Linked DNA regions of Mus musculus: region 2 is linked to region 1. A link is a contact called in public promoter capture Hi-C data. All regions are on one chromosome and are shown on one strand. The core of a region is the stretch at or near the end of the contact, and the rest is flanking DNA. Distances in the headings are between cores, read along the strand shown. Region 1 has its middle 31 kb from the start of Slco1a6. Region 2 overlaps Slco1a5 (solute carrier organic anion transporter family, member 1a5).

Region 1 (3,619 bases), core at 53-2,552:
GGCTGACAAAGACAGAGACCAGAGTCAGATTCAGAGATGTGCAGTAATACAGAAGGATAAACCAGGGCAGAGGCAAACTATGGGAGAGGATGAGTGACGAGATGGGGACTTGACAATTGGATAACATCCAAAAGAAGCAAAGACAAAAAACGGAGGAACAAAAAGTTGTATGTATGTATGTATACTCTCTCTCTCTCTCTCTCTCTCTCTCTCTCTCTCTCTCTCTCTCTCCATATATATATATGGAGAGAGAGAACATTATATGAGATCTTCATTACAATCAGGAAGACATGTGCAAAGAGAGGTAAATAAGAAAGACTAGAGCCTGGGAAGGTGGCACATGCTGATAATGCTAGCACTTAAGGAACAGGAAGCCAGGGAATTAAAAAAGGATGAGATGAGAGAAACTTGCATAAAATACTGGCCACAGTATTCAGGGAAGCTAGAGACCTGCAAGAATCTAGTAAGATAGTACCTGACAATAGAAGAGAGCCTTTGGATAAAGATCATTGTGTTTACTGTAAAGAGAAAGGATACTGGGTAAAGAAGAAGGAGGAGGAGGAGGAGGAAGAAGAAAGAAGAAAGAAGAAGAAAGAAGAAGAGGAAGAGGAAGAAGAGGAAGAAGAAGGAGAAGGAGGAGGAGGAGGAGGAGAAGATGATGAAGAAGAAGAAGAAGAAGAAGAAGAAGAAGAAGAAGAAGAAGAAGAAGAAGAAGAAGAAGAAGAAGAAGAAAAGAAGAAGGGGACAATGGTGGCCCTCTAAAGCTAGAAAAGAGAATGTGTTTCATATTCCCCCACCGACCAGTTGAAGTCAAGTTAGAGAGTTCCTGGGCACTAAGGTCTTTTATAGATTGTGGATTCCAGGTTTTGCTGAATTAGCAGCACTGCCTTATCCCCTCACAAGGGATAAACAGTCCTTTGCATTGGGAAATAAAGAACAACAAGCATTTGACACCATTGAGACTGCCCTAATGTTGGCTCCAGCTTTGGGCCTCCGAATGACACTAAGCCCTACCACCTGTTCATTACTGAGAACAAAGATATTGACAAAGGGGTTCTTACTCAGAGATTGGGGCCCTGGAAAAGACCTGTGGCATACTTATCTAAGAAATTAGACTCTGTAGCTGTAGGATGGCCTGCTTGCCTACACATGGTGGCAGCTGTGGCTTGCTAGTCAAGGATGCAGATAAATTGACTCTGGGACAAAACTTGGTGATCTCAGTGCCTCACACCTTAGAAAGTATGGTTCAGCCCCCTGATTGATGGCTGACTAATGCTCTCATGACACATTACCAGAATCTGTTGCTCAACTCCAACAGTCACTTTTACCCCCCAGCAAGTCTGAACTCAGCTAACCTGCTCCCAGATCCAGACTGTCAGCAAGTTCTTGCAGAGGCACATGAGAGGCATGAAGATCTGACAGGCCAGCCACTAAAGTGCACTGATGTTACCTGGTTCACAGAAGGAAACAACTGTGGTAAACAGACACCAAGTTACCTAAACACAGGCCCTACCAGAGGACACGTTGGCTCAAAAGGCAAAATTGATGCCCACACTAAGGCCTCAGAATTAAGAAAAGGAAAAAGACTCAACATCTACACAGATAGCAGGTATGCTTTTGCCACTGCTCACGTCCATGGGACCATATATTAACAGAGGAGTCTATTGACATTGAGAGGAAAAGAAATTAAAAACAAAGAGCAAATACTGGCTCTACTAAGGGCCTCCATGACCCTGCCAAGGTAAACATCATCCACTGTCCTAGTCACTGGAAGAGGTATACTGTGATAGCAAGGGAACAACACGACATACTGAGAGTTATGAGTGGTTACAGCCATGGCTCTGCTGGTGCTCCTGGCAACAGAGACCCAGGTTACCTACATAGGGGAAGACTTAGCCCTCATTTCCAAAGATTACATCACCAGTTCAACAAAAAGATGAGACTGTGGCACACCTCCGGGGGGAAAGAAAATCCTGCCACAAAGAAAAGCAGAGGCTATGATCAAACAGATGCACCGGTGGACTCATCTATGGGTAAGGAAGCACCACCAGACTAAGTACCATGTACCAGGGTTAAAACACCTTGTGGAGCAGGAGGTACACAAGTGTGTTCCCTGCCAAAAAGTCAATGTCTGCCCCACCACGGTGGATCTAGGGAAGAGGTACCGGGGAGACCTACCTGGCGTCTACTGGCAGGTAGATTTACGGAGGAAAATATGGGTATAAATACCTTCTGGCTTTTGTGGGTACATTCTCGAGATGGGTAGAAGCTTTTTCCTGTAAAAATGAGACTACTCAGATGGTTGTCAAGAAGATTATTGAAGACATTTTTTTCCCAAGGTTTGGAGTGCCAAAAGCAATAGGATCAGATAATGGCCCTGCCTTTGTTGCCTAGGTAAGTCGGGGCGTGGCCAAGTATTTAGAGGTCGAATGAAAATTACATTGTGTATACAGATCTCAGAGTACAGGACAGGTAGAAAAAATAAATAGAACCCTTAAAGAACCCTTGACAAAATTGACCATGGAGACTGGGGCAGACTGGGTAGCGCTCCTTCCCCTTGCCCTATTTAGAACCAGAAAATACTCCCTCTTGATTCAGTCTTACTCTCACTGTCTTAAATGATGTGTTTAAACCCACATGTTGTAATAATGATCTGTATGCTAAGTTAAAAGGCTTGCATGTGGTGCAAAAGAAAGTCTGGTCACAACTGGCTACAGCAAACAAGCTGGTTACTCCAAAGCCATCCCATTAGTTCCAGTCTGAGATATGATATACATGCCCCCGCATCATGCCCAGACCTTCGAGCCTTACTGGAAGAGTCCCTACCTACTCTTGTTTACTACCCCTTCTTATTCTGTTTTTGTTCTTAACCCACGCATCCTTAATTGCTTAAGTTACAGTACAAGTTTTGACGCTCAGGCAACAATATCAGTAAATGAAACAAAGTGAGACATCATTTCAGGATTGAAATGTACCAGAGTAAAGGGGTGGGGGATTGTAGAATCCCAAATGAGTTCAAGACCACCTAGCCTCTTCCCCTCTGAAGGGACTTTCAGAAAAATAGCAGTCAAAATGACTGAGTCTACAGCTGCCAAAGCAAAATGAACTGTTTTCAGAAAAATAACCATAACAAGATAGCAGTTTCCAGAGAAATTCCCCTACCCTGCCCCACACTAAACTATGAGGAAAAACTCACAAACCGCCCTGACCTTGTTGATAGGTGTGACGTTAATAGCTGTGACATTGAAATAGCTGACCCTTAAGTTCAAAATGTACTACTACTTTGCTGACCAAATTATAATAATCCACCATGGAGGCAGGCAAAGTGAGTCACTAGGGCAAAGGTTTACTTAGTCACCCTATACAAACCAACCAATGCCTGAAAAGGTTACTTGCTGCTCTAATGAGAATAAGCCAGCTATCCTGTTGCCCAAATATGCCCCCTACAAGGTATAAAAAGTGTGTTCTTTCTTTGTTCTGGGTCTCTCCTCTCGCCTGAGTGCTGAGAGGAGGGTCCTCAACATGTTGGATCAATAAAAATCTCTTGCCGTTTGTAATGATGGCCGTCTCTGTGGTCTTTGTGAGTGAGGGTGTTTTGATGAACTCCAACAAAAACTGC
Region 2 (3,495 bases), core at 979-3,478, 90 kb before region 1:
ATCCCCAGGTATGGCAGTCTCTAGATGGTCCATCCTTTCGTCTCAGCTCCAAACTTTGTCTCTGTAACTCCTTCCATGGGTGTTTTGTTCCCAATTCTAAGAAGGGGCAAAGTGTCCACACTTTGGTCTTCTTCTTCTTGAGTTCCATGTGTTTAGCAAATTGTATCTTATATCTTGGGTATTCTAAGTTTCTGGGCTAATATCCACTTATCAGTGAGTACATATCGTGTGAGTTCTTTTGTGATTGGGTTACCTCACTCAGGATGATGCCCTTCAGCTCCATCCATTTGCCTAGGAATTTCATAAATTCATTGTTTTTAATAGCTGAGTAGTACTGAATTGTGTAAATGTACCACATTTTCTGTATCCATTCCTCTGTTGAGGGGCATCTGGGTTCTTTCCAGCTTCTTGCTATTATAAATAAGGCTGCTATGAACATAGTGGAGCATGTGTCCTTCTTACCAGTTGGAACATCTGGATATATGCCCAGAAGAGGTATTGCAGGATCCTCCAGTAGTACTATGTCCAATTTTCTGAGGAACCGCCAGACTGATTTCCAGAGTGGTTGTACAAGCTTCCAATCCCACCAACAATGGAGGAGTGCTCCTCTTTCTCCACATCCCCGCCTTTTCTTTCTTATATAGTTTCACCCCCCAAAGTTTACTGTTACTGATATTTTTTGACTAATGTCTAAAATGATTGTTTTTAAATAGGTGACCCCACCTAATGTGTTTTGTTTAGGATAATGTAGAGATAATGATATCCAGCAATAATTACTACAAACAAATGTCTTCTTTCTTAAATATGATGTTACTTAATGAATGATAAGCACTTTTGTAGTCAAATAACATTGTGTGTGAAAATGACTTGTTAAATTCAAAGATAGCAAGTTGTAGCTTGGCATTCATTATATATGTTAAGCTGTTAAAATCAGAAAAAGCTGGTTTCATAATGTTTCAAATTTCAAATCCACAGATGCTTATTAACAATCAATAAATTTTTACAATGTTAACTTTCTTTAATTTTGAGGAGATAAGAGAATAGGTTTTTATATCTTTATTTGCAGATATTTCTCCAAGTCTGAAATTCCTAGGTATATACAATTTCTTTCCAAATACTGATTTCTGAACCATAAAACAGTCTAATTTGAGGTACTAGATTAAAATTTCTAATAAAAAAATGAAAAATTTTTTTCAGTTTTTATTATTTGATTTATTTACTTTCTTGTCATTGCCCTCCCTCTTGGTCCCTCCCCCACAGTTTCTCATCCCATTCCTCCTCCCCCATGCCTCCGAGACGGTGCTCCCCACCCCAATCTCCCCCTTCCCTGGGGCCTCAAGTCTCAAGTCTCTTAGTCTCTCCCACTAAGGCCTGACCAGGTAGATCTCTCTTGTGTTTGTGCCAGGGGCATTGGACTGGCCCATGTATGCTCCTGGTTGGTGTCTCAGTCTCTAGGAACTCCCTAGGTAGCGGGTAAGTTGAGACTGCTGGTCTTCCTATGGGGTTGCTTTGCCCTTCAGCTTCTTCAATCCTTCCCATAATTCAACCACAGGGGTCCCAGACTTCAGTTCAATGGTTGTGTGTAAATATCTGCTTCCATCTCAGTCAGCTGCTGGTAGAACTTCTCAGGGAACTGCTGTGCCCTCCACAGTACACCATAGCATCAGTAATAGCATCAGGCTTGGTTCCCTCCCATGATATGGATCTCAAGTGGGGTTGGCCATTGGACCTCCTTTCCTTCAGTCTCTTCTCTATTTTTGTCCCTGCAGTTCTTTTAGACAGGAACAGTTCTGGGTCAGCAATTTTGACTGCAAGTTAATAACTCTGTCCCTCAGCTTGAGGTCCTGTCTATCCACTGGAGGTGGGCTCTTCAAATTCTCTCTCCTCAATGTTGGGCATTTTGGCTAAAGTCACCCCCACTGTGTCCTTAGAATCTTTCACCTCCTGAGTCTCTGGTACTTTCTAGAGGGTCCCCCATGCTGCTTATTTCCATTCATTCTCTTGGCCCTCTGGGCTTCTCTCTTGTCCCCCTTTCCCTGATCGTGTTCCTCCTTTTCCCTCCCTTTACCACCCAGGTTCCCTCCCTTTCTCTGCCTCATGAGCATCAGGAGAAAGCAATTTATCAGACTATTTTTCTTAAGCTCCAGATGTTCTAGCTAATACCAGTGTTCCTCAAGCATGCCCTCTTTGTCCAATAGTCCATGAGACACGCAAACACGAAGGCACATGGCCACAAATGAACACGGAAAGTTGTCTAATGACCCGAAGCATGATGCTGATGAATGTCAAGTTATATATACACATGTCTGATGAAACCAGTCTCTGATTATCCCCAGTGTTTATTCAGAGCCTCCAGATGTTCCCCACGATGTGAATATGTGATGTTTTCCATCATCCACATAGAAGCCTGAACTATAAGCTCTGACATCTAATATATGCAGGCGGCAGGACATTCTGTCCAGTGTCTCAGGGAACCATTTGGTCATTCAGTGGCTCTGGGTTGAGACTTAGTAAGGCCTTCAACTGACTCATTAAGCTCAAATCTATGATAAAATCATATGAGCAGAGCAAATAAGGAGACTTGACACATGCCCTGGGTGAAATCAAAGATAATAATTAGCAAAAAGAGTTAACATACATTAATCTTGCTCAGAAGTACATAGTATTCTTGCTAATATTAAAGAGTCAAGTAAATTATAGTAACACTAATTTTCCAACTGTCTTAATTTTTTTCCTTTGAGGCAGGCTCACCTTCTGCATCTTAGCATCGAGTACACTGGGAAGACTAGGCTCACTCTGAACTAGCAGGGGCTGGGGGAGGGGGTAGGGGCTTTTTGGAGATGAAACTAGGAAAGGAGTTAGCATTTGAAATGTAAATGAAGAAAACATCTAATAATAACAATAACAATAATAATAATAAAAACAAACAAACAAACTATCCTGCCTCTTCCTCTGTAGTGTTCAAGCTGGGATTATAGGCTTGTGTACCCTTCATCTTTTATTTAAAAGGTTTCCTCCTATTTATTTGTCGGTGAACGTGTGTGTGTGTGTGTGTGTGTGTGTGTGTGTGTGTGTGTGTGTGTGTGCGTGTTGTGTGCACCCTTGGAAGCCAGAAGCAGAATTTCCGCATCCCTTGCTGGAGTTGAAAGGATTTGAGCTACCTGTTGTCTGTGCTAGAGTCCCATGCTCAGTCCTGTGACCAAGGAGAAGGGCTCTCAAGTAGTAGTTCTCTAGCTTAGCCACTATTCTTAACCAGAAATAAAAATCACCAGTGATATTTATAGAATGCAACATAGAAATTTCCAAAGGAGAATTAAAATTAAATTAACTGTAAACCCATTTAGAAGATTTTGGCTTAGGACGTACACATAGACACTTGCACCTGAGAAGGGTCAGGTTGCTGCCATTGGTAAGAGTCTCCAGAGCTAAATATTGGCTTTGCCATTATGATCTATGTGACATCAGGCAGCTGTTGAATGCCTTTGTCCTTTAAAA

Evidence for each region. Capture Hi-C pulls out chosen DNA fragments and counts their contacts.
Region 2: a contact with region 1 is called in a promoter capture Hi-C map of pancreatic islet. The contact joins two enhancer-like sites. A contact is called at or near these places in 1 of 484 Hi-C or Micro-C datasets (nephron progenitors), 1 of 115 datasets of contacts at active chromatin or transcription factors (kidney) and 3 of 9 other capture datasets (adipose tissue, embryonic stem cells and pancreatic islet).

The regions. Positions count from the first base shown.
Region 1 is chr6:142,189,889-142,193,507 of GRCm38.p6, reverse strand. No RefSeq gene overlaps it. Among named protein-coding and RNA genes, the nearest start is that of Slco1a6, 31 kb to the right of the region's middle. Within about 2 kb of position 1,302, at least 21 of the 459 cell types and tissues checked have an H3K27ac peak or open chromatin away from gene starts, as enhancers often do. A contact at or near this core is called in pancreatic islet, where this site is marked.
Region 2 is chr6:142,280,869-142,284,363 of GRCm38.p6, reverse strand. All of the region lies in intron 1 of Slco1a5 (solute carrier organic anion transporter family, member 1a5), which reads left to right. Among named protein-coding and RNA genes, the nearest start is that of Iapp, 16 kb to the left of the region's middle. Within about 2 kb of position 2,228, at least 3 of the 459 cell types and tissues checked have an H3K27ac peak or open chromatin away from gene starts, as enhancers often do. A contact at or near this core is called in pancreatic islet, where this site is marked.